Regions from separate parts of the Pan troglodytes genome. Here region 1 is linked to region 2. Evidence: chromatin contacts called from public HiChIP or PLAC-seq data. All regions are on one chromosome and are shown on one strand. The core of a region is the stretch at or near the end of the contact, and the rest is flanking DNA. Distances in the headings are between cores, read along the strand shown. Region 1 holds the start of SHC1 (SHC adaptor protein 1). Region 2 holds the start of TRIM46 (tripartite motif containing 46).

The links. HiChIP or PLAC-seq counts read pairs in DNA pulled down with a chosen protein or histone mark.
Region 1: an H3K4me3 HiChIP or PLAC-seq map of stem cell-derived excitatory neurons shows a contact between it and region 2, with 3 times the contacts expected there. The contact joins the promoter of SHC1 here to the promoter of TRIM46 in region 2. A contact is called at or near these places in 1 of 7 Hi-C or Micro-C datasets (stem cell-derived neural progenitor cells) and 1 of 1 datasets of contacts at active chromatin or transcription factors (stem cell-derived excitatory neurons).

The regions. Positions count from the first base shown.
Region 1 is chr1:94,215,643-94,219,885 of NHGRI_mPanTro3-v2.0_pri, reverse strand. It overlaps SHC1 (SHC adaptor protein 1), which reads right to left and starts at 1,843. Exons shown (of 13, transcript XM_009432874.3): 1 at 1,454-1,843. It overlaps CKS1B (CDC28 protein kinase regulatory subunit 1B), which reads left to right and starts at 1,877. Exons shown (of 3, transcript NM_001252546.1): 1 at 1,877-2,010. The coding sequence starts at 1,952.
Region 2 is chr1:94,016,782-94,020,796 of NHGRI_mPanTro3-v2.0_pri, reverse strand. It overlaps TRIM46 (tripartite motif containing 46), which reads left to right and starts at 1,673. Exons shown (of 10, transcript XM_524895.7): 1 at 1,673-1,853; 2 at 3,210-3,471; 3 at 3,712-4,015. The coding sequence starts at 1,791. It overlaps KRTCAP2 (keratinocyte associated protein 2), which reads right to left and starts at 1,158. Exons shown (of 5, transcript XM_003308433.5): 1 at 1,045-1,158; 2 at 562-716; 3 at 389-452. The coding sequence starts at 1,126.

The DNA of each region.
Region 1 (4,243 bases), core at 594-3,093, 200 kb before region 2:
GCCTCAGGAATGTTTCCAGCAGGGAAGGCTGGGCAAACGGGGCCAGGAGGAATGCCCAGACAAGAACTCTGGTTAGGGGGAGGGGAAGAGACAGAGAAGTAGCGACTGAACTGTCCCTTAAAAAAAAAAAAAAATCAAACAACAAAAAGAGCACTATTATCTACCCCCACTCCAAACCACCGTTCTTCTGGTAGTAGAAAACTTTTGCTCATGTCACACCCACATGCCACACACCAACAAATCCATGGTCCTATCCACTTATGTCTAGGAAGGCCTAGAGCTACTTCTGGGATGGGGTTGGTCCTGGGAAGGGAAAGCCAAGAAGTGAGGCTGGGAGTCTGAGGGCAAGTCTCTCTCTCCCTCTCGTGCCAAACCCCAAGTTCAGCCCTTTCAAATAGTTCTACCCTTGGAGGAGGTTAAGAAAGAGGAAAACGGGGACGGGCGCGGTGGCTAACGCCTGTAATCCTAACACTTAAGGAGGCTGATACGGGTGGAGCACCTGAGGTCAGGAGTTCGAGGCTAGCCTAGCCAACATGGTGAAACCCCGTCTCTACTAAAAATACAAAAATTAGCCGGGCGTGGTGGTGGGCGCCTGAAATCCCAGCTACTCAGGAGGCTGAGGCAGGAGAATCACTTGAACTCAGGAGGCGGAGGTTGCAGTGAGCCGAGATCGCACCATTGCACTCCAGCCTGGACAATAAGAGCGAAACTCCGTCTTAAAAAAAAAAAAAAAAAAAAAAAGATAGAAAGGAAAACGGAAAACGGCTGCCTTTAATCTCACTCCTTACAGCCAGAGATGGGAACTTTGACTTCCCACCTGGGGGAGCACGAGAGTGCTCGGAAAACTGATCCCAAGGCCCAAAAAAAGAGAAAGGACAGGAAAATATAAGCAGGTGGAGTTTCAGGGATTGACGACAAGGCTTTTCAGCTGATGACCCAGGTCCCACAAAGATAAAGCTCCTAAGGGGGCGTGGTCCCCTAAGGACGCGAACTTCAGACTTCTGGGCGGGGAGGCTTTCTGGACAGTCAGACGTGGATTACGGAGGGGGCGTGGCTTCGGAGGGGCGGAGCTTCAACAAATTCGAATCGTTCTTTGAAGAGCAGGGTTTTGCCCTTTTGGGAGATAGGCCTTTTGACAGGAGTTAGCCGAGGATCGTTGCTAGGAGGCGGAGTTTCGGAGAATGGAAGGAGTAACGAAGGGTTTCTCGTAGTAGGGCTTGGAACGTGTCGGGGGGTGGGGACTTCCAGGAAAACTGGGCGACAGGGTGGGGTCGGAGACAAAATAAAAATCAAGTCGGGGTTCGGGGGAGCCCCCTGAAGTTGGGAGGTGGGACTTCCGGGGAGAGGGGTCTCAGGGGCGGGACTTATAAATGAAGACCGGAAGTGGGGTCCCGGGAGAGGGGTTCCGGGGTGAAAGAGTGAGTCACCTAAGGAGAAAAAAGTCAAGACTCACCAGGGCCTCATGGAGTCTCCGCACCGCACCGCGGGCCGATTTGGTTCCGGATCACGCCACTGCCAGCTTAGGTTACCGCTCCAACTTTCTCCCCGGGCCCTGCCTCCCTGGAGAAACTTTATTACACTCACTTCCGGCCTCACTAACCCCTGACCCTCTACCTCAGGGTCCCTCCTTCACGCTTCCCACTTTCCCGAGTTAGCCAATGGCAGCGCGAGATCGCACACAAAGGCAGTGGTGGCCAATAAGACGCCTACTTTTGACCCACGCTCGTTCTTGAGAAGCGTAAGAACTGCCCTCCAATAAGGATCCGAAGAGAAGTAAATCTAAGCCAATCGGAGGCTTGAAAGTAGAGCTGCCCCGCCTCGAGCCAAACGGACCAATAGGAAGTGCGGGCGGCGTGTTTGAAAGCGAGGCCAAAGTGGGTGGGAGCGCGTGCTGTTGGGAGTTGCTTGGAGGTTGGCGGCGCGGGGCTGAAGGCTAGCAAACCGAGCGATCATGTCGCACAAACAAATTTACTATTCGGACAAATACGACGACGAGGAGTTTGAGTATCGGTTAGTGCTGGCGCGGGAGCAATAGCGAGGGTCGTGAGCTTTGGCCGCTGAGGGCACAAGGAATTAGTAACAGGAACTGAGGCGATAGAATTGGCGCATGCGTACGAGGTGCGAACGGGCAATGGTGTGATATTGTGGAAGGCGTAAGGCGCATGCGCGGAGGTGGGAGGCGCTCGTAAAACAAAGTGGTTGCGAATTTGGAGTCGCCTCTCAGAGGAGGGAGGGGTGGGCGTGGTTAGAGTACTGACCACCCTCACCCAGGAGGCTTTCTGGATCATTCTCTGAACTTTATCGGGCAAACTTAACTTGCCTTGTAGAGACTGTTTCACAGTAATCTTGTCGAATCCAGTGGGAGAACGTAGCAAAAGCGGAGCTGGAAGTTTCCTGGCGTCCCTAACAGGAGAGTAGCGCTGAGAGAGTTGAATATTGCTTATTAACTCGTGAAAAAGACAAGGGGCGTGGTTGTCTGGCTTGTGTAAGGAAGGGGATCGCTTGGGACTGCAATGGAATAAAACTGGCTAGGAGCATTGAGAAAATACTTAATATGGGTCTAATAGATGCCCTTTAAATATCAAAGGGAACAGTTATGGAATACTTAACAGGTTTCAGGTGTTCTGCTAAAGTGCAAGGATAACACATGGTCTCTGCTGTTCACAAACTTAAAAATCTGTGGGTGGTACCGACAGACACCAGAAAGGTGATACACGCTATGCAAGGAGCCATTACAGGGTGTGATGGAAGCACACAAGACTTGCTAAGGAGAGGGAACTGGCGACCCGAAGGCTGCGGCTTCCTAGCCGTGAGCGGGGGTTGAGGTGGGGCTAGAAAGTCAGTCCCCTACTTTTGCTAACTCCAGGACGCTCCCCCATCCCACGCTTCGAGAACGCCCCCCGCCCCGCCACCGCCTTGGAGGCTGACCTCTTACTTTCGGTCGGTCTTCTTCCCTGGGCTTGGTTTGGGGGCGGGGGAGTGTCCTAAGGGCCAATTCAGCGTGATGTCTCTTTCACTACCATTGAAAACGAAACCAGTAGTAAACTACGCGTGTCTTCATTTATATGTCGGAGATAAAAACACAGGGACAGAAAGAGAGGAACAACAGACATTGGGGCCTGCTTGAGGGAGGAGGGTGGGAGGAGGTAGAGGTTCAGGAAAAAAAAAAAACTGTCGGGTACTATGCTTAGTACCTGGGTGATGAAATAATCTGTACACCAAACCCCCGAGTCAGGATTTTACCTATATAACAAACCTGCACATGTACCCTTGAACATGAAACTTAAAATACTGAGAGGAAAAACGGAAGAGGGAAAGTTGGGGAAAGCTTCCTAGAGGGCAGAGCCTGAGATGAGACTCTAAGAAAAAGGTATGTGGGAGAAAGCACCTCTTGACTGAAATTGTTTAGAAGACACTAGATAGCCATCTGCCAAGGATGGTGATGATGGAATCCTGGCACTGGATGTGGCATTCGGGCTTGATAAATTTTAAGTGCATAATCTAGATTGGGAATAAGGGAAAACACAGGATTCCACAAATGTTGGCATTATGCTAATCTGTATTAATTGTAATAATTAAGACCACTTCCTGGTTTGTATCTTGTCTCCTCAGTTGGAGAACATAAAATGAAAACTTGCTTTTCTTGTGTCTCTTCACCCAGCCTAGTTCAGGGCTTTGGGTCTTCCAGAGAACTCGATGTGCATTGACAAATACATAATCATCTTTATGCCAAGACGGCTCCAGACCCTCCTTTAATTAACTTTCTTTTCCTCAGCTGTTTTTCTCTACATCTGAACTAAACTAACTTAAAACTGTATGTGCTTATAAGAGATTTGTAGAGCTGGGAAGGAATCACCATTTCATCCCCTGGAAGATGAAACTCTTGGCAGTGGCACTTTGGTTTAAGAGGGGTTTTTTGGTGTATGTATTGAAGCCAAATTTCGTGCCAGGGTGGTGTTAGAATGTGAGCTATTTTCATTATATTTGGACTAGAATTTTTTCTTTTAGGAGAATGGTGGGGAATCACTGTTACTAGCACAGAGGGAGAACTTAGTACATTTTCATTGAGCATGACGAAGACTATGTGGATTAGTTTGATTCACATCAGGGTAATAATTTTTTTGCTATGAAGGGAGACTTATCCTTGGTTAGAAAAGCACGGAATTTACCCAGAAAGTCTCAAGGTACATCCCTCCAGAGTTAGGAAGATAAGATTCAGGATAGATTTAATTTTTTTTTAAGA
Region 2 (4,015 bases), core at 424-2,923:
ATAAGTAGAATTCTCTAATACTGAGTTAATTTCACATCAGAACTCCATAGTGAACTTGGTCCTGCTGCTTCTTCTGGTGGGAACAAGGACCGCCTACCAGCGAATAGATGCAAAACATCAGCCCAAATTTGCCTGTTCCCCTCAAGCCTTCCCTGGGAGCTGGCCAGAAGGTACCAAAGTTTCTTGCTTTCAAAGGCCTTCTCTTCCAGCTCCAACTCCAGGAGCTATACAAGGTGCAGAATCGAAAAGCGTCATCTGTCTTCAGACAGCTTCAGTAAATATATTTCTCCTTAACAACCTTTCACCTAAGCATCTGGAAACTCAATATCATGTTTCAGGAGGTTAAAGAGGAGAAAGTTCAAATACTCAAGCTCCAATATTCACTTACTCTCAGGGAAGATCTTTGCTTGGAATCCTTTGCCAAAGACAAGATTCTCCAGATTATTGAAGGCCTGGTTGAGGGAGTTAAGGAGTAGGGTGTGCAACGGGGACAGAGCTGTGTGGGGAAGGGGAAGGGCACATGACTACGTGGCCCGCCCCCTCCAACTGCAGGGAGGATACAGTGAGCGAGAACACGAAGAGACCCGAACCAAGCAGGCCGCCCTGGATGGTGAGCCACTCGGTGGAGGCCAGCTGACGGCTGTACATCTGCATCCCAGCAAAGAGCAGCAGGGACAGGAGGGAGGAGAGCGCCAGCGAGGTGCCTGTACCCACCACTGGAGGGGATGGGAGAAGGGACGGAGAGTCAGGCTCCGCCCTCCCTCCGGCAAGCTATGGGCAGATCAGCCGGTCCGGAAGCTCGGTGGGCCGACCCCCTCCAAGAACTCCCGGGACTGCAGCCACACGCCCCAACTCCCCACACCGCGCGGCAACCCCTACGTATTCCCCAGCCCCGGACACCCCGAACCCTCCCGTCCGGTGGAAATGCCCGCTCCCGGTGGAACCCAGGACACGTCAGCTCTGTCGGGAGAGGACGAGGAAAGCTTGTCCACCCAAACCCCGACCCCCTCTAGGACTTCCTGGGGACCCCACCGGTCCTGTTACCCATCATGCCCCGCCCGTGAGTCCAACCGGCGCCTCTGGCCAAGAAAGGCGAGCTGAACCGGGTGCGGTTAGCTATGCGCATGCGTCAGCGCTTACCGCGGACTTGCTACTCCCCGTGTTCTCCTCTTTCTTCCTCTCAGTGCCTGGACGCAGCGCCCTCTTGCGACAGGGAGGAAATAATGCGTCGAGGGGGCATCCTCGGCCACCGCCCTGGTCCTCAGGCTTTCCTCGTACCTGGTGCGTCTGCTGCCACTCTGTACAAGCTGCACTTATCTCTTTAAGTCATTGGGCCCATGCCTGTGGCATCTATCCCATCTCTGTCTTCTTTGCCATTTCTTTCATCTCTAGTGCACGTTCCTCAAACCTCCCTGCCCCATGCCTCAACATCTCCCAACCTAAAATTTAGTGCTCCCAACCAGGAACCCATTTTCCTCCGAAACTAATCCCCCGCTTTATATGAGTAAAATTAGGAGCCAATGAAAAATGAGAATGTAAGAAATGGCTCCCCCGTCAAATACCTTTCCATATTCCCCAACCCCCCGACCGGCTTTCGAGAACCACGTGGGGAGAACTATTTCCCACCCCCTACCCCGACGGGCGCTGTTCGAGGCTGGTCCCGGGAGCATGCGCAGTGACACCTCAACCCCCAGCCCTCCTCACACCCCCACTGGGCTCTTGCATTAAGCCCGGGGTTCGCAGCCGCAGCCGGGATCGGGCACCCAGGGGCGGGCGGGCACGGTAGGGCCATGGCAGAGGGTGAGGATATGCAGACCTTCACTTCCATCATGGACGCACTGGTCCGCATCAGTGTGAGTTAAGGTGGGGTCGAGGGAAGGGGAGGGGGCGTATAGGGTTCTGGGGCAAGCTGGGACCTGGAACAGGTGGGGATCCAGGAAGATGCTGGGATGCAGACAGGGGGCTAGCGATGGCAGAAACGGCTGGGAGGGTCGGGATGCAGGTATGAGAGGGTAATCCCGGGAGCAGCCCGGAGGTGAGTGCCGTGAAGGCGTCGGTGTGCTGGAGCGTGAGGAGGAGCTAGGAGCAGCCCAGACGCAGCGGGTGGGCTGGGGTGGCCTCCAGCAGTGCACCGGGGCTGGGGCTTCAGGGGAAAGGCCCTGTTATGAGAAGAGGGACGTGTGAGCTTGGATATTTTCCAAGAAAACTGAGGACAGGTGGGGGATGATGTAGGAGCCGCCCCACAGTGCAGTTCCCAATTTGGACCCCTCCCCAAGACCCCACCCCACGCACCCCCGCTCAGGGCTGCTTCCGAGCCTGCGGTTGTCATGGCAACCCGTGCCTGGCTCTCCCAGGGGCGGTGCCAACCGTGTTCCCCCCCACCACTTCCTCCCCCCCTCCTTGTTCCTCCCTCCTTTGTGTCAGCTGCGCCCCTGACCGGGATGGCTGCGAAGAGAGGGACCAAGGTGAGGTGTGGGGGTGGGGCATAGCCTGAGGACCCCCACTCTCGCCACCAAGAGGGGGAGGGGACTTCCGGTGGGGAGGGGGCGAGTAGGCGGGGCTCTTGATTCCCCCGCTAGTTCGGAGAAGGGGGGGCCGCTGACCGGGTTGCGCTGCGGGAGAGGGCGGGAGGGCCTGATGGGGGCGAAGGGGAATGGGTTGGTAAGACCGATGGGGAAGTGAAGGATGGGGAATGGAGGTTGGAGTGGCCGCAGGCCGGAGCTGCGGCAGGAGGACGTATGGAGCGAGCAGGATGGAGTGCCAACCTCGCCTGGCTATCGGGAGGAATCACGGCATGGGGGTGCTGCTAGAGAAGGGAGTGGGGGTCTGCATGGAGCTGCAGAATGGGCGGTGTCCTTGAGAAAAATGCCAGGGGCAAGCTGCCCAGAGATGGGGGATGGAGGCAGGTGAGGGGGCTGCCAGCTGGGGCTACTGCAGCTGGAGAAATGGGGATTGGGCTTGAGGCTGGAGCAGGCACAATCTCCAACCGTCCCTCCTCTGGGCCTTTAGCTCTGCAGCGGGGAAAGAGAAGCAAGGGACAGAGGTCTGGGAAGGTCTGTGAACCAGCCCAAGGCAGGTGCTCTGGAAAAGCTGCAGATAGCTTGTCTTGCTCCTTCCTCAGACCCCCAGGGTATCCAAGGGCAGCCAAGGGGCTGCTGAGGTATGCCTAAGTGTCCAAGCGCTGACCTAGCCTCCTGGTCCCTCCACAGACCAGCATGAAGAACATGGAGAAGGAACTGCTGTGCCCAGTGTGTCAAGAGATGTACAAGCAGCCACTGGTGCTGCCCTGTACCCACAACGTGTGCCAGGCCTGTGCCCGAGAGGTCTTGGGCCAGCAGGGCTACATAGGACATGGTGGGGACCCCAGCTCCGAGCCCACCTCTCCTGCCTCCACCCCTTCCACCCGCAGCCCCCGCCTCTCCCGCAGAACTCTCCCCAAGCCAGACCGCCTGGACCGGCTGCTTAAGTCAGGTGGGACTGGGGCCTGTAGGGTGGGGATGGGAACGCTGAGCTATTCATCAGGAAGATGGAAGAAGTCCATCACTGGTCAGAGGCATCTGTCTGTCTTTCTGGGGGGTGGAGATACTGCTTACGCAGGCTCTAATGAGAGCTGAGCTCTGGCACAATGAAAATCTAATTTAATTAAACAGGCTTCCCCACACCCAGCCAGCTGTAACTCTCATGTCCTCTACCTCCCTGGTTCACCCACAGGCTTTGGGACATACCCTGGGAGGAAACGAGGTGCTTTGCACCCCCAAGTGATCATGTTCCCGTGCCCAGCCTGCCAAGGTGATGTGGAGCTTGGGGAGCGGGGTCTGGCAGGGCTTTTCCGGAACCTGACCCTGGAGCGTGTGGTGGAGCGGTACCGCCAGAGTGTGAGTGTGGGAGGCGCCATCCTGTGCCAGTTGTGCAAGCCCCCACCACTAGAGGCCACCAAGGGCTGCACAGAGTGCCGCGCCACCTTCTGCAATGAGTGCTTCAAGCTCTTCCACCCCTGGGGCACCCAGAAGGCCCA